Linked DNA regions of Mus musculus: all the other regions are linked to region 3. Evidence: chromatin contacts called from public promoter capture Hi-C data. All regions are on one chromosome and are shown on one strand. The core of a region is the stretch at or near the end of the contact, and the rest is flanking DNA. Distances in the headings are between cores, read along the strand shown. Region 1 holds the start of Sf3b4 (splicing factor 3b, subunit 4). Region 2 holds the start of Pex11b (peroxisomal biogenesis factor 11 beta). Region 3 holds the start of Prkab2 (protein kinase, AMP-activated, beta 2 non-catalytic subunit). Region 4 holds the start of Hjv (hemojuvelin BMP co-receptor).

Region 1 (3,961 bases), core at 350-2,849, 1.5 Mb after region 3:
AGTCTGAACTCCAAGCTGTACCTGGTGGAGGAAGCCCAGAACCCAGGGATGAAACCACGGGATTGGGGGCAGAGGGCGGAGGGGGTGCATCGGCAAACAGCTGGTGAGGGCGGTCAGCCTGGGACAGCGGGTTCTGGGCTGCCAGGAGTCTTTCAGCTGCTGAGCCATGGCGTTCACCCTTAGAGTCCTTCTTGAAGGCATAAGACACAGTGATAGGACGGTTACACAGGTACTGCCCGTTCATGGCCTCAATTGCTGCATCCGAAGCATCGAAGGAGGCAAAATTAATGAAGGCGTAACCCTTGGAGTTGCCTGTGTCAGGGTCCCGCATGATCTTGGGGGTCTGTAGGATGACTCCAAAGGCGCTGAAAGTATCGTAAAGCAGCTTTTCATCAATTTCTGGGTCCAGATTTCCAATGAAAATGTTGGCTCCCACATCCAGGTTTTTGTTGTGAGCTGAGGCCTTGTTCACCCGTATTGGCTTTCCATAGAGTTTGATCATGTTCATAATCTTAATGGCATAGTCGGCATCTTCCTCGCTCAGGAATTCAACAAAGCCATAGCCTGGGGAATCAATGAAAAAAACAAAACAAAACAAAAAACAAACAAACAAAAAAAACCCATCATTCAGGGGAAGAGACTCAAAATGAAACATTAACTCCCCAGCCTTCAAACACAAAGAACATAATAGATAATAGCTGGGCGACTGCACGTGCACGTGCTTTTAATGCCACCACTTCGTAGCAGAGGCAGGTGGAGCTCAAAGATCGTGACCAGCCTGGTCTACAGAGCAAGATCTAGGACAGCCAGGACTACACAGAGAATGGTTGAGAATGGTTCCAGAAACTAGAGCTAAGAGAAAATATTCCAGAAACTGGGAATTGAAGCTGAAGGAGAAAGCAATCTTTAGGTTGCTCATTCCAAAGGCGCTGTGCCTAGCGGCTGAGCCTCTTCGGGGCCGGTTAACCCTCTCCAGGGCTGATTCCTGCCCCGTACCCTACTCACCCTGGTGCTGGCCAGTGACTCTGTCCTTGGGCATGTGGGTGTTGACCACTGGCCCTGCCTGGAGAAAGAGCTCCCACAGCAGCGGCTCACTCACTTTCTCGTCCAGACCGCCCACGTACACCGTGGCATCTAAAGGGAAGAAGCAGGCGATGAGGAGTCGGCAGTGAAAAAGAAGACAAAAACCAAAAACCGTCGCCTAAAGCCCTGAAATTCCCTCTGCCACCATCATCTAGAAAATCTGCTACGTCTAATTTGGCATTCTTGCTGGTCCGGTACTCCCGGGAGGCTTTTGTCTTCTTGGTGGAGGGAGCTGATCTAGAAGCATCGCTTCTCACAGGCCTCGGCCTGCACCCGGCCTCGCGGCCAGCCAGGTGCCCAGAGGTCGGTGTCCCACCGGGGGGGATCTCGTCTACCACCCCAGGGGGAACGCTTCCGGCACTAATCTTCCCTCCACTTCCCTGCTCCTATCTTGGGCTCTTCTCTCCCAATTACCCTGATTCCGTTCGGAGATCGGTCCGGCAGCCATGGCGAAGGGGCTCCCGCCGTCTCTAAGCAGCAGCACCGCCCCCTGACCTCAGTTACAACTTCCACTTCCGGGCCAAGGCTCACGTTGGGCGGGGCCGGCGCCGGGGGGGGGGGGAGGAGCCGGAAGCGATCGCGGCCATCTTAGGGGTCGGAGTCTTGTCTTTCGGAAGGGAAAGGCGCTCTAGGGCTGCTGCTGTAGTCGGGGCGGAACGGATGTGCTCAGCCCGTCTCGACACAGTTAACTAAAGCCCCGGATGCTTCCAGACTGTTAGAGGCTCACACGGCTCCCCAAACGCACATTCAAGTGCAAAACCAGGCTTTGTACGTTCTGTGACGCAGAGTTGTGTCCTAAGTGCAGGGCCAGGACTGCCTTCTGGAGCGACCTATTATTTAGTGAGGTCCACGACGCTCGTGCAGACTCGCCCTCGGCCTAGACTTGAGCCTGAGGTATTTTGTTTTCCCCTAAGTGTCAAATCTCCGCTTATCTTGGGAAATCTGGGACACGAAACCGGGTTGGGTTGCGGGCTGGTATCGAAGCTTTAAGGAGCAGACATGGATCTCTTGAGTTAAAGGCCAGCCAGGTCTACAGAACGAGTTCCAGGACAGCCATGGCCACACAGAAAACCTGTCTCAAAAAACAGAGTTCCAGCTGGCCTAATAGACACATAGAGACCATGTCTCAAAAAAGGTGTGCGGACCCCTTCCCCCATATTTTATGTGTATTTCTTCCAGGCCACGCCTGACTTGGATCCTTTATTTCCTTACAATAATTTGGGTGTTTTTCTCAGTTCACACCCTCCCCTCCACCCCCACGGCTTTGCTGAGATCTTCATTCAACACAAGAAAATACCAGCAATGTGTAGAAATACTGTGCTTTAATGAACTCCTTAAATAGAAACGCTGCTATGAAAATATACAGTGGGAGGAGACGGTTTCTCCCTTATTCACCTCGTTCCCACAGAAGACTAAGAAAAGATTTCAAAGTAGTGTAGAGAGGTTGCGAATGAGGTCTCTAGGACATCATTGTTGGGACTGATGAAAAGGGTCTCTCATGTCACAGTTTTGACGGCCATCCAAAAGGTACAGAATTGCCTGGGAAAAGGGGCAATCACATTCTGAACTGGTCTTGTTTCTTAGTTTTCAAATCACAAGAAATGAAAATAGCCCCAGAAATCAAACAAATCGGGAGACCTTTAGGTTGGTAGCGCCACCATCTGCTACAGAAACGGGCCTTCTAAGTGAACTCTGCAGACTGGAATGCCAAAGCTGAGGCGTCAAGGTCAGACAGGAAGATGAGCAGAGACCCCTGCCCTGCCTCTGAGAACGACGCTAACAAACAGTTTCAGCAGATCTGAGAGAGGATGGTATTCGGATCTCTTTTCTTGCTCTGGTCCTCGGGAGATATTCTTGGTGTCCATTGTCTTAACAGTTCCTGAAGGTGAGAAAGCTCATCCTGAAGGGCAGAGACTGTGAGAGCTGAGGAGCCCATCTGGGGAGGGGCAAAGCGCACAGAGGAAGACTGTTACAGGGCTTGCTTCCTGGTTCCTTTTTTTTCCCCCTTTTCTGTTTTTTGTTTTGTTTGTTTTGTTTTTCCAGTTGGGTTTCTCTGTGTAGCCCTGTCTGTTCTGGAACTAGCTCAAACTCAGAGATCCACTTGCCTCTGCCTCCTGAGATCTAGGATTAAAAGGTATGCGCCACAACTACCCGGCTATTTTTCTACTAAGATCCTTGGTACTTCTAGAGTCTTAAGTGATCTTTCCCTTCTAACAGTGCTCTAGATTCTACATGATCCAAGCCACAGGCAGTTTTCTCACCATCTCCTATCCCAAGTGGGCCCAGTTTGAAAAATGCAATGCTACTCCCCAGTTCCTCCAGCCCTTTGCCTTTCCAGCTCATTCTCCCCCATCCAGTCTGTCTTCCCTTCTCACCTGGACCTCAGGCCTGCCCCTCAGGTAACAGCGTTTCCAGAACCTGATCTGTGGTCCCAGATATCCAGGCAGCAGTAGCCCGGGAGGTAAAGGGCAAGCTCCCCAATGTGAGGGGAGCCCCCATTCCTGGTCAGCTAGGCTTTCGGAGGATCTGGCAGGTCGAGGGAGCCAATGAGAAGAGACTGCCAGCAAGGAGGAGCTGTCTTGCCAAGGACAGAGCTGATTCAGTGGGGTCAGGGTCCCTCTAGAGAACAGCCACATAGAACTAGGGGGTCCAGGAACCATGAGGCTTTGCTAAAAGAGAAGAAGTCAACAGACAACTGAGAAGTGGGAAGGGATACCTAGCTGCCCCTGACTCATTGTTCCAGTGACAAACTGCGGCCCCCTCCCTCTGACCTCCCTTCTCCTCAGCAGACTAGGGTTTTGGGCTTACTGGGTTGATTTTAGAGAAACGTATAATATATGGACATGAACCAAAATGAATATCAAAAGAACATTGTCTG
Region 2 (4,526 bases), core at 403-2,902, 1.0 Mb after region 3:
GGTGGGGGTGGGGAAGAGAAAAATAAAAGTTGAGCAAGCAATAATAACATACAGGAAGAAAGAGTAAAAATAATTTGTTCTTTTTCTTAACTTCCAATCGTAATTCATTTTTGTGCCAGTTTAGTGTTCTCGTGCCGTGTTTTTCCAATCAGTGCTAACTTCCTTATACCTGTTCTCTGACCTCAACTGGAGGCATGCAGGAGAGTGGCAAATGATGGCGAACTGGCAGAACGGGAGGAGAGGCCATGGGCTACCAGCTGAGGATGATAAGAGGAAGGTCTGCTTTACTTACACTTTCGTCCGAGGCTCAGATGACCCTCCAGTTGTCGAATCTGTTTCTGTAACTCGGGACTAGCCCCATGTCTCTGCAAAGCATGGCCGAGAAGGGAACAGGCATACTGGGCGGCCCTGGAGGGGAGGACACGTAGAGTAAGGGACAGGCCTCCCTAACCCCTCTGCCAACCATATCCTCCGTGGGCTGGTGAGGCGGTTAAGAGCACTTGCTCTTGCAGGGGACCCGGGTTCCACTCCCAGCACCCACACGGTGGCTCATAACTGTCTGTAACTCTAGTTCCAGGGATCCACCACTCTCTTCTGTCCTTTGCAGGCACTAGACACACATGTGGTACACATACATTCTTGCAGACCAAACACTCAGACAAATAATAATTGGTAAACAAAAACCCCACCAGGGACACTTCCTCGGTTTCACACCAATATCTTTCCATTTTTTTCCTCAAAGCCAGGGGAAGGGAAAGACATGCGAGGAAAATAAAGCCTAGAAGATGGTGGAGAGCACTCTTTGGAGTTAAGAGACTAAGAGTTTTGAAAATGATGAGGCCTAAAGTTTAGGGCCAGTAAGCAGCCCGGGGTTCATCGCAGACGTCCACACTGCGATTTTATACATGAAACACGACAGAGGAAGATCTAGTTGAAGGGCAGATTAGTTCTCCGGGTAGGTAAACTAAGAGATAGATTAAGGTTCTTGGACTGATGGAAACCGAAGAAGAGCCGAGATAGCGAGGCTCCTAGGTCACAACTGGTGAGAGGACGCAGAACCGAGAGGATCGCCCCTCGTGCCACCACAGCAGCGAGGAAACTGTTGCTCTCTGTGGACACAGTAAACCTAGGTGGCCTCCCCGCTGGCCCACTCATGCCTCAGTTTCCCCATCTTTCCCTTGAGCAGGGAAGAATCATCTCACAACCGGCTGCGGAGTACGCCTCCGGGGCCGCGCGGGCCCCCGTAGCCACAGCTGACCCTTAGGGACCCCGTAGCGCGCCCGTCGCCTCGCGGGACCCTGCTCTGCCCTCCCGCCCGCGCTCCTCCGTCGGCCGCACCTACACAGCCGCTCCCGGGCTTGGCTCTGAGCACTGAAGCGGACCCAGGCGTCCATGACAGCGGCAGCCCGGGCCCACGGCGCAGCGGCCCGCCTGCTTCCAGCCCCAAGTCACGCCTCCTGGGCGAGCAACGGGGCTTCGCGAGGGACAAACGGCGGCAGGAAAGCCAAGCAGCCGGAGCCGGCCTTGAAGTGGAATTTCAGGACGCGAAGCGAGATCGTGGGTGCATTTCCGGCAGCTCACCCTTCTCTGGGATGGTCTCCGGCTTTTAAGCACGCCCCTAGGAGCACATTCTGCTTTAAATTCTCAGCAGCAAGGGGTGGGGCCTGCGGGAGCCAGGAGGCGCTGTAGGTTGCCGCCAAGGCGCACACGCCACCCGCCCCAAACGCCCAGAACAGCAGAAGCCTGTCCTAGACTATTTGTCCTAGGGAAAGCGGATGTAATGAGATGCCGCTTGACAACGATGGTCTGCTATACTCAAAGATTGGTGCCTAGCCCAATTGTCATCAGAGAGGCTTCACACAGCAACTGGTAGAAACAAAGGCACAGACCCACAGCCAAAAGTTAGGCAGACCTTGGAGAATTTTGCATAAGACAAGGGGAAGGACTGTACAAGAAAATGCACAGAGTCAAGTAAACTGGGCCCATAGGGGCTCAGACTGAACTGCTACAGGGAGCCTGCATGAGACTGCTTCGCACATGCTATAGTTGTGTAGTTTGGTCTTCTTGTGGGACTTCTAACAGCGGGAACAGGGGCTGTCTCTGATTCTGCGGGACCCTTTCCTCCTGCTGTGTTGCCTCATGAAAGACTTAATCAAAGAAGGTGCCTAGTCTTACTGCAACTTAATATACCATGCTGTTGATACCTAACGGAGACCTGCCTTCTTCTGAAGAGAAATGAAGTGGATGGGGAGAGGCAGTAGGGGGGTAAACTCCAGGGGATCCAACACCCTTCTCAAACCTCAGCAGGTACCAGGCATGAACATGGTACACAAGGAAAACACTTTTACACCTTTACACATTATTTAAAAAAAAAAAAAAAAAAAAAAGCGAAGCCGGGCATGGTGGCACCCGCCTTTAATCCCAACACTTGGGAGGCAGAGGCAGGCAAATTTCTGAATTTGAGACCAGCCTGGTCTACAGAGTGAGTTCCAGGACAGCCAGAACTGCACAGAGAAACCCTGTCTTGAAAAACAAAACAAAAACAAACAAACAAAAAAAACTTGCCTGTAGCAGCAATAGCCTGACTATAGTTGTGAGGAGGAAAAAAACCAAAACAACAAAAAACCTACAATATCACAAACAAGATCTCTACAACCACTATAAAAAGAAATCTAGGGCTGGAGTTGGCTCTGCTGCTTTTCTACTGGCTGCTTTTCCAGAAGACAGATTGAATCCCCCATCCACATAGCAGCTCACAGCATCTGTAACTTCTGTTCCAGACGCTCTGGAGCCCTGTTCTAATCTTCTCAGGCACCAGGAACACAGATAGTATATAAACATACATGCAGGCAAAAACCTCATTAGATATTTAAACCAAAACCACTGTGTAGTGGTGGTGCATGCCTTTGATACCAGCCTTGGGAGGAAGAGGCAGGTAGATCTTTCTTTGTGAGTTCCAGACCAGCCTGGAGAAAGAAAGTGGGGTGGGGGTGAGGGAGGAGTCTGGAGAGATGGCTCAGTGGTTAAGGGTACAGTCTGCTCTTCCAGCTCACAACTGTTTCTAACTCCAATATATCTGACATCCTCACTTTACTTTTTTTGTTTTTTTTCGAGACAGGGTTTCTCTGTATAGCCCCGGCTGTCCTGGAACTCACTTTGTAGACCAAGCTGGCCTTGAACTCAGAAATCTGCCTGCCTCTGCCTCCTCTGAGTGCTGGGATTAAAGGCGTGTACCAGCCAAAATTTGAAAATTTTATGGTATAAAGAATGACATTAGGAATAGTAAGAAATTGCCTTTTTTTAAAGATTTATTTATTATTATATGTAAGTACACTGTAGCAGACGTTAGACACACCAGAAGAGGGCATCAGATCTCATTCCAGGTGGTTGTGAGCTACCATGTAGTTGCTGGATTTGGACTTAGGACCTCTGGAAGAGGTGGTTCTTACCCACCCGCTAAGCCATCTCACCAGCCCCAAGAAATTGCTTACTTCTTTAAGCTCAAGTTTTAAAGTCATAGTATGTTAAAGAGGGTTTCTACTGTACATGGTTAAGTTCTGTATAAAGAAGGGGAGTTAGAAGGTCACACAGTAAATTGATGAGGTTTCCCCCCTTTCCATCCCCTTTCACCCAGGACAAGATCTCATAGGCTAATCCTCCACCTGGCTATGCAGCTGGGGATGACTTCAACTTATGATTCTTTAGCCTTCACCTCCCCAGTAAGTGCCAGGATCAAAGGCAGGAGTGTCGTACCCATTTGGTCCTGTTATAAAGCCTGGGGCTGTGCATACTAGGCAGTCATTCTACCAACTGAGCCACATCTCTAATCCCTATGAGCTATTCTTATTTCTCAGAGTAAAGCCAGAAGAGCATCTTCCCAACTACGTGACCATACCCTTCCTATCCAGGCAGCTCACCTACTGGTTCTCTGGCTGATACTGTTTACCAGCCCTCAGGACCTCATGCTTACTCAACTCACTCTTCCAAATACCTTACAACAGCTAGAAATCTGAGAACCAGGCGTATCTTCCACAAAACCAATACTTATTTAATCTACCTTCTCAGAAACCACCAAGGCATCCTAAACCCTGCAAATCTCAACTAAGATATATTCTTAACCAATTCAATTCAAACCCCAAGCAATTTATCAAAAGGAAGAGAAGGGCCAATAGCATCTGAAAAAACGTTAAGTTTAATATTTGCCATTATGCACTGGGGAGAGAGAGACAGGAACATCAGTCTGAGGCCAGTGTGGGTCACATAGGGACCTACACAAACAACAAACCAGCTGCTACAGACATACCAAAAAATAATTTCAACTAAAAACTATGATAAAAGCCGGGCAGTGGTGGTGCACGCCTTTAATCCTAGCACCTGGGAGGCACAGGGGAGACAGTCAGGGCTACACAGAGAAACCCTGTCTCAGAAAAATTAAAAAAAAAAACAAAACCCCCCCCCAAAAAAAAAAACAACCAAAACCCTATGATAAAGGGATAGCAATGTCTTTTTTTCTTGAGACAGGATCT
Region 3 (4,451 bases), core at 294-2,793:
TGTGTAATTCAAATTTCATGTGCCATCAAAGTGGCAAATAAAACTCTGTTATCCTAAGCCTCAGTTCACTGGGAAGTGATAAATGTCCACCACCCCACCCCATCCCCAAGGGCCGGGTTTTCTTTTTCACTCCAGAAAGTCTACCGGGAGAAATTACATGTATTTAATGCTGACATTTCTAAGTGATTAGGAACATTAGGGTAGCAATCACACTGCTGTCAGCTCCATCTGGCTCTTCTTTTGAGTGACCAAAAGTGGCCTCTGGCTCCAAGTCTATGGAATTGAGAGCTAAGGCTTCAGGTCAGTAGAGGGTGGTTTTGAGCCCCGGGCAACGTTTTGAAGTACTTCTGAGGAGTGAAGTAAAGTGACTTGCTCTCCTGTGCAAAGCTCACAGCTACATTTTAAAACGGCACGTTTCAAAAAAAGATCTGAGCCATTAACCAAATGATGTCCTATATGGATCCCCAAGACTAGGGGAAAGTATTCAAGTAATCAACTGATGGCAGCTCAGAGCCATACAAAGGTGGACGAGGATCGAAGAGGTGATGCAGAACACGTAAGAGAGAGCAAGAAGGAGACCTACACAGAGACATTTTCAGGGAGAAGTCATCTAGCTATCTTGAGGCCAATGTGAGAAACTGAGCCCTTTTCAATAGCTCAGACAACGCACCCTCCGAAGTTTCCACCCGCGCTCACAACCTATACATCCTGCAAGCTCTGGAAGAGGGCAACCTGCACGTAGATCCAAGGATGGGGCTGGCAGGGGATGGGTTTTTGGTACTCGTCCTAAAAGGTTGGCCCACAGATTACTCTGAGCAGCAGGAAAACAACTCCGCGCCCCTATCCTAATTTGAGGTAGTATCTAGGAGGAATTAGCACCCAGCATCTCTATCCGCGGAATAGCCTTCTAGTTAAAAAGCCCATAACCCTTGAGAATGAGGAGGAAGAACCAAGAAGGGCGGAGCTGCCGGCAGCCCCGCTACCTCACCTTGGAGTCGGGCAGGCTGAAGACGCTGGGGTCGTCCGTGCTCCCCACCATGATCTTGTGCTCCTTTCCCGGGCCATGGCCGCCGCCCTCAGCTCGAGCAGCTTTGGCTCCGTGGCGCTCCCCGGACACCCGCTCGCTGGTAGTGTTTCCCATGGCTGCAGCTCGAGTCGGGGGCAACCTGCCGCGGGGAATGACACCAGGCGGGGAACACCCCCGCGGCTGCGTCAGGGGCGCCCCGGCCCCGCCCCTGCGCCCGGGAAGGGAATCCCCGCCGCAGGGGACCGCGCCCGGGGTCCCCTCCCTTACCCGCTTCACGGACGCCTCGGCTCGGAGAACCGGCTCCGGGAGCCCTCGCTGCCCCACAGCCCCGGTCCCGCACACCCCCCACGCCGCTCACCTCGGGCGATGCGCTCCGGGCTCGCGTGGCTACACGCACGCCGGCTGTTCGGCGTACAAGGAGACCAATAAAGTTATTGAAATTGAAGCCGCGCCCCAAACCAGCGAACCGGGTTTCCTCCTAAAATGGCTACAAGGCCCGCGACGAGGTACCGCCTCTGCCTCTGGCCCCGCCCACCGAGCCTCTTGTTCCGCCCCCTGCGCTCCAGCCCCGCCCCCTCCTCAGCCTGGGTCGCCTGCCTCTCTAGCCACCAGCACCGCCTCTGTGGTGGGTGCGTGCGCAGCTCCGGCTTGGGGCGGGGCCGAGGGTGGGGTCCGGGTCGGGATTAGGGCTGTGAACTGTCCGCCCAGGGCTTGATAGTGGGGCGTCTTGTCTTCCTAAGCAGTTTGTCTATCCATGGGGCACGCGGTTATTAGAAAAGCCGAATCCGAGGCCTCCCCGTGCCCTAGGTACAGAATTAGAATCTGCACTTTTAACAGGATCACCTCAAACGACTGGACAGCGGTGCATAGTGGATCCACATTTTCATATTCCGCGTACGCCTCTACCAAGCAACCTTTTTAGTTGTCCCAGGAGGCATGAAATAAAAAGTAGGACAGAGAATTGACTAGACACGTGATGGCAGTTACTGCAGAAGACTTACTTCTATGTGATGCCCAAACTCATCAAAGCGGTGTTTTCTGTTACTGTGATTAGCTGTGTGGATTAATGCAAACAGCTAATGAGTGAGAGCACAGGTAGGCTGGGAATATACTATTGGACTAGCGTTTTGAAACCAGTCGGCTGGAAGTGAAGATAAAATAGGCTGATGGAGGGCCCAGTGGGGTCAAAGAACTCTGGACACAGGAGAGACTGAGTGAGCTGAGACAGTGAGAGGTGTCCTGTGAGAGTAGCGTGTCTGCCACTGAGGTTTCAGTGGTCTTGCAGTCATTAGCACTGGCAGAATCTTAGACAAGTGTGTAGATCGGTGAGATGAGGCCGACCATAAAGCCATTAGAAGTCATAAACCCTGATGAGATGGTTCAGTGGTTAAGAGCCCTTACTGTTCTTTTAGAGGACCCGGGTTTGGTCCCAGCACCTACAAGGTGGCTCATAATCATCTGTTCCAGGCGCTACAACACCTTCAGGTGCACATACAAACATGTAGGCAAAACACTCAAACATAGATTAACATTTTAAACAATGAAAGTAATTACTCAAAAGGAACAGTGAGGTAGCAAAGAGAGTTGGAGGTCTACCTTAACATTGATTTCCTTCCTCTTTACTGAAGCACTGACTCTAACCTTAGGATGTTGTCTGTCTCCACAGAGATGCATTTCTTAGCCTCCCTAATAGATAGATAGGGGGAAATGGTAAGTAGAATTTCTCCGTTTCTCTTTCTTTGTGTATAGGGTGTCCATAGAATGGCCAGAGCTCCAGCAGCCACTTCAGATCACGAGGTAGTTAAAAGCAGTGGAATAAAAAAAGGGAACTGAGCCGGGCATGGTGGCACATCTTTAATCCCAGGACTTGAGAGGCAGAGGCAGGCAGATCTCTGTGAGTTCAAGGTCAGCCTGCTCTACAGAACCAGTTTCAGGACAGCCAGAACTACATAGTGAGACCCTGTCTCACCCATCTCCCCCACAAAAAGAAAAGAATGGAAAAGGAACCATGCAGCTATGGAATCATCTCATAAATGATATATTTTAGACTTTTTATATGAAGGGGAAAGAAATATCAGTCTTGTTAGACCACTGTTGACTATCACTTTTCTATTAAATATAGCTGAACCTCATCCTACTTAATTAATCCATTGGATTGATGGAGTACTAATTGCATAGATATTAACATCACCTTCAGGAATGACTGTGTCTATAGACACAGCATTGAGTTAGGTGCTAAGGTCTTCACTGAGTGAAGGGGAATAAACGGGTCTATAAATAGCTACAGCCAGGAGAGGTAGTGGGTGCTTCAGAGGGGCTGGAGAGCTGGAGAAGCAAGAAGACACAGCAGCAGGCGTTCGTGCATGGTGAGAATCGAGGAGGAGATAAGTCCTGTTTTCTGTTTTAAGATCTTGACTTTTTAAAACCTGCTTGATTGAAGAAATACGTTGTATACCAACACCTGTTTCAAACCATACAGTGCTTTAGCCCTCAGATTCACATCAGTGGTCTACTCGGGAAAGTTTTCTGCAAAAACAGTCGGCCACCAAGTTGGTTCTAAGCGCTATTACTAAGCACTCTTTAATCTCCTTTTAGGAGAGTGATGTTCACTATTCAATTTAATCCTTTAAAAACGTATTCATGCTTTTTACCTCTCTTGTTAAGTATGTTCATTCAATTAATTATCATCAATGTACTGAGGCCCCACCATGCTCCAGGCACTACACTGGGCACTGGGAATACAGATTAATTGCAAGGCATCTGTCTTAGTTACTAACTCAGAGAGCGATGAGGCAAAGGAATCTGTCTTTGTGTCATGTGATAAGGACATCCATCAAATGCGAGTGAGGGCTGGGCGCTGGTTGGTACATGTCTTTAATCCCAGCACTCCAAGAGGCAGCGACAAGTGGATCTCTGAGTCTTCAGAGTGAGTTCCAGGACAGCCAGGCTACACAGAAAAAAACCTGTCTGGGGAAAAAAAAGTGACTGAGGAATCGAATCTACCAGAATCTACCAGATGAGAGGAGAGTACAGAGGTCACATTGGGGTCAGGAAGCTGTTCTTGGGAGGGTGGGGGTGGGGGGATAGGAGAGGAGCTGGATCTTGAAGACTCGTGGGCATTATTCAACTGGAAAGTGGGAATTTATTAAAAACACTACAGCAGAGAAAAGTGCATGATGCCTTGGGAGTTCCAGGTCAAAAGTCTGGAGTGGGTTTGTTTCCACCATGCTGTTAGGCAAGACAGACTAATAGTAAATACAATTACCTTGCTTAGGTATAACCTGTCCATCATGTCCATCTTCCTGCTGGGGACTACTGGTTTAATGTGCTCAGCCTTCAGGAGCAACTTATCTAAGTGATTTCAAGAAGTCTTAACCTTATACCACCAAAGCCCCCAATTGTAATTTATGCTTATCTATCACAG
Region 4 (3,976 bases), core at 276-2,775, 1.1 Mb after region 3:
CACCCCCCACACCCCCACACCCCCACCCACCCCCACCCCCGCGCGCTCATTCCTACCCAGCATCCTAACCTCTGGATATGTCCAACCCTTCCCTGGCCCTTCCTTACCCTGTCCACAGAGGAGCAGCAGGAGAGTGAGGGTGCTTAGAGTTGGAGGGCTGCCGTGGGGGGACCGGGGACTAGGGGACTGGCCCATACCTATCCAGCCAGGTCCCCCCAGGCACCGGTTCTTCCCAGATGATGAGCCTCCTACCTAGTGAATTTCTCTGGGTACTTCTGTGACTGGAAGAAGAAATTTGGCTGAGTGTGGGGAAAGAGAAGGGTTGGAGACCAGTCAAGATGGTGGGTAGAGAGAGCATCTGAAGAGACCAAAACAAAAATGAGACAGACTGGATCTTGGGAAGAAGGAGGCTTCCAGAGGGTGAGCGTGGCTGGTGAGCCTCTGTGCCCTGCCCCTGCGGCCACCTTCAGGTCCCTTGTGCAATATGCCTACGGGGGCGGGGTGGTGGTGGAGGGAAGGTTGAGTGACCTCAGTGTGCAGAGTCCAGTGTACTGCCCCATCCTGACTACCAAATAGCAGATGTGCCAAAAATGGAGGACCCCTAGAGAAAGTGAGGTTCTGACCATGTCAGTGGGTCCCCAGTAGCACCAGGATCTGATCACGCTTTAAGAACATACTTCTTATGGATCCTTCCCACCAGAAACCACCTGCCGTTTCATTTTCTTCACTGTGTTAGAAGGGCACAAAGGGTAACATGGTAGGCAGACGCCCTGTCTACGATATCACCTTCCCAGTGAAAGGAGAGCCGGTCTCTCAGCCTCTCCAGAGGGCTGACAGTACGATCCCTCTCACAGGATGGGGTACAAATCAAGCATTCAAATTAATATATGTTTCTGTCTAACAGTTCATGTGTTTTTCCAGACCCAGCTGAAAAGCCCAATCCAGACACTCCTGGTCTTTTGAGGAGAACAGATATGGGGGAGGGTCTGTCTCCTTTTCTCCTGTCAAAACCCTACTTTGGGATAAGCATATGAGCAGGAGGTCAGAGAGGTCTTGAGGTAGGGATGGGAGTGTAACTCGATGGTAGCTGAGTGTTTACCATGCTCAAGGCCCTGGGCCCAGTCCTTAGCACTGCCCCCTCCCCCTCTCCCAAGGTCTTGGTGTAATAAGATGGAGAGGAAAATAGGAAAGCCAGAGAGAGGCAGCATTAAACATCAAATGGCCATGGATTAGAAAACATCTAGGCAAGAGGAAAAGTGAAGACTGGGGTAGTTGCTAAGGGGAGATCTTAGTTTTCAGAACAGATGTCTGTAACTTTATGAAGTTCTGGCCTTGACCCAAAAGCTTATCAAAGTGATCGACATTTCATCTGGACTTACTGTTTCCCGAGGTCAAGCATTACTCTGATACTGGGTTCTCGAGCCATAGTTGCCTATTCTGTTGGTCTGCTCCAGCCAGGGGGTCCCCCATCTCTTTCTCCATGATTGCCCCGGAATGGCTGCAGTCTCACTCAGGTCAGAGAGCCAGAGGAGGTTTGGTGTGGGGGGAGGGGGGAGGGAGAGTATATGGTTGGCCCAAGTACTGGACAGCTGAGAGGAGGAGGGAGGTGCCTACTGAGTTGACAGTTTTAAAAATAGCTAGGTCCAAAATTCCAGGAACGTTGGTGGCAGTGGGGTGTGGGAGCTAAGGCAGCAGGAACGATGAGCAAAATAAGGATGGAATATGGAAATATTGGATACCAAGGGAGGGAGAGTATAAAGAAAGATGATGGCCAAGTCATATATCCAACTGTAGCTTATAAGCTGCCACTCAGGCCCTCCAGCATTCCCAGTAATGAACTCAGTATTCCCAGTAATGCCTTTAAGACTGCTGGTGGTGATTTTGTGTGATGCCAGTCACTCACTGCTCTCATCCTCTCTTTACTGAGGATTCCATTGAATTTCTTCTACACATAATACACTGAGGTGGCCGGCTTTGAAGATGGACGGCAAGCATAGTTCAGAGACCCTCCCCCATCTCTGCCAACTATTTCAGAAGCTGAAAGGTCCAGCTGTCCCGAGAAATCCGAGAGCAGAATTGTTTCGAGAAGGGTTTATTCCGTCTGCCCAGATCAGATCTCTGCAGCTGTCTACTCTCTCTCCACCTTTTCCATTACACTAGTTTGTGCAACAATCCCTCCTCCCTCCTCCTCATCAATACAAACACAAAAAACAGAAGCTTCCAGGTTGCAGGGGCCGGGGCCGGGGTAGTAACAGAGGCAGAGAGAAGAATCGGAGTCAGTTTTGAACACTACTGATCCACAGAGGAGTGGCGTTAGATAGGTGAATTCAGAAGGAAGACATTTGGGAATATACTTTTATAGACAAACTGTTTGAAGATTCAATTATAATCAGGGTTTTAGCTATGTCCGTCTTTTCACCTGGTGGCATTTCTGGGACACTGTCCCACAGTACTTGCCAAGGGAAAGCAGCACAGGACTGATTACAAAGTGTGTCACAAAAGCTTCTGGCCCTGTCAGCTCTACATGAAGTTCTACAGGTCCACATGGTACATGGTCCCTTCTCAGGCACGCATACACACACACACACACACACACACACACACTTTACAAGAGAAGTGTGGGAGCACATGTATTTTTTATAATGAATTTAGCTTTTTCTCAACTATACAAGACCATATCACAATAATCTTTTACATTAAGTTATTTAGAACATGTCTGTCTCTGTGTGTCTGTGTGTACCTATGTGGATGTCAGAAACGTTATAGGAGTCAATTCTTTCCTCCCACCATGTGGGCGTTAGGGGCCAAATGTGAGGTTTGGTAGCTAGTTCCTCTACCTACCTGCTGAGCCATTTCACCAGCCCACATCCCAAGAACTTTTATTCCATAAAATTTCCCTGCACTGGATGGTTGGGTGTGTCAACTTGACACAGGCTGGAGTTATCACAGAGAAAGGAGCCTCCCTTGAGGAAGTGCCTCCATGAGATCCAGCTGTAAGCATTTTCTCAATTAGTGATCAAGTGGGGCGAGCCCTGCCCATTGTGGGTGGGACCATCTCTGGGCTGGTAGTCTTAGTTCTATAAGAGAGCAAGCTGGGCAAGCCAGGGGAAGCAAGCCAGTAAGTAACATCCCTCCATGGCCTCTGCATCAGCTCCTGCTTCCTGACCTGCTTGAGTTCCAGTCCTGACTTCCTTTGGTGATGAACAGCAATGTGGAAGTGTAAGCTGAATAAACCCTTTCCTCCCCAATTTGCTTCTTGGTCATGATGTTTTGTGTAGGAATACACACCCTGACTAAGACATCCCCCAACTAAATTAATCAAGTGACTTTAAGACATACTAGGTTGTCTATAAAATGCAAAGTGGCATATACTCTGAAACCCAAAATACGTGCAAAAAAAAAACAGTTTCTTGAGGCTGGAAGGATGGTTTAGTGGTTGAAGCACTTGCTGCTCCTACAGGGAATTCAGGTTCCACTTCTATCACCCACATGATAGCTCATTACTAACTGTAATTCCAGTTTAGGAGCTCCAATACCCTCAGTTGACCTCTAATGGCTTCTGCACACAGTTAGTGCACAGACATACATACATTCAGGCCACATACACATACATGTGGTGCACATACACACATACACTCAGGCATACACATATGCACATAAAATTTAAAAAATAAAAATATTTTTAAGGAATCAGTTGTTTTGAAACAGAGTGTTGTTATATGTGTGGTCCCAGCTGGCTTAGAACCTTTTATGTTGGCCAGATGATTTAGATAATTACCCTGAAGGTGCTGGGTTATAGGCAGGGGCCACTGTGCCCAACTAGTACCAAAGTATTTTACAGTCCTCACTATCATTGACAGTGGCGTTGGTATTATTCTGGAACTATTTTGAGTTTGCTGTGGGCTTAAAAAGAAATTAAGGAAGGCTGGAGAGATGGAGCCACAGTTGAGAGCACCTGCTGGTTTTACAAGGGACC

What was found. Promoter capture Hi-C pulls out the DNA fragments that hold promoters and counts their contacts.
Region 1: a contact with region 3 is called in a promoter capture Hi-C map of liver, with 2.7 times the contacts expected there. The contact joins the promoter of Sf3b4 here to the promoter of Prkab2 in region 3. A contact is called at or near these places in 2 of 39 promoter capture datasets (hippocampal neurons and liver).
Region 2: a promoter capture Hi-C map of liver shows a contact between it and region 3, with 4 times the contacts expected there. The contact joins the promoter of Pex11b here to the promoter of Prkab2 in region 3. A contact is called at or near these places in 2 of 39 promoter capture datasets (hippocampal neurons and liver).
Region 4: a contact with region 3 is called in a promoter capture Hi-C map of liver, with 2.7 times the contacts expected there. The contact joins the promoter of Hjv here to the promoter of Prkab2 in region 3. A contact is called at or near these places in 2 of 39 promoter capture datasets (hippocampal neurons and liver).

What each region holds. Positions count from the first base shown.
Region 1 is chr3:96,170,144-96,174,104 of GRCm38.p6, reverse strand. It overlaps Sf3b4 (splicing factor 3b, subunit 4), which reads right to left and starts at 1,599. Exons shown (of 6, transcript NM_153053.4): 1 at 1,498-1,599; 2 at 1,006-1,134; 3 at 22-564. The coding sequence starts at 1,531. Mtmr11 (myotubularin related protein 11) reads right to left here. Exons shown (of 17, transcript NM_181409.3): 16 at 3,459-3,752; 17 at 2,387-3,019. The coding sequence ends at 2,873.
Region 2 is chr3:96,632,556-96,637,081 of GRCm38.p6, reverse strand. Pex11b (peroxisomal biogenesis factor 11 beta) reads right to left here and starts at 1,652. Exons shown (of 4, transcript NM_011069.3): 1 at 1,339-1,652; 2 at 293-408. The coding sequence starts at 1,394. Rbm8a (RNA binding motif protein 8a) reads right to left here. Exons shown (of 6, transcript NM_001102407.1): 6 at 3,291-4,526.
Region 3 is chr3:97,655,304-97,659,754 of GRCm38.p6, reverse strand. Prkab2 (protein kinase, AMP-activated, beta 2 non-catalytic subunit) reads right to left here and starts at 1,543. Exons shown (of 8, transcript NM_182997.2): 1 at 1,386-1,543; 2 at 989-1,166. The coding sequence starts at 1,141.
Region 4 is chr3:96,522,734-96,526,709 of GRCm38.p6, reverse strand. Hjv (hemojuvelin BMP co-receptor) reads right to left here and starts at 1,525. Exons shown (of 4, transcript NM_027126.4): 1 at 1,380-1,525; 2 at 108-281. The coding sequence starts at 195.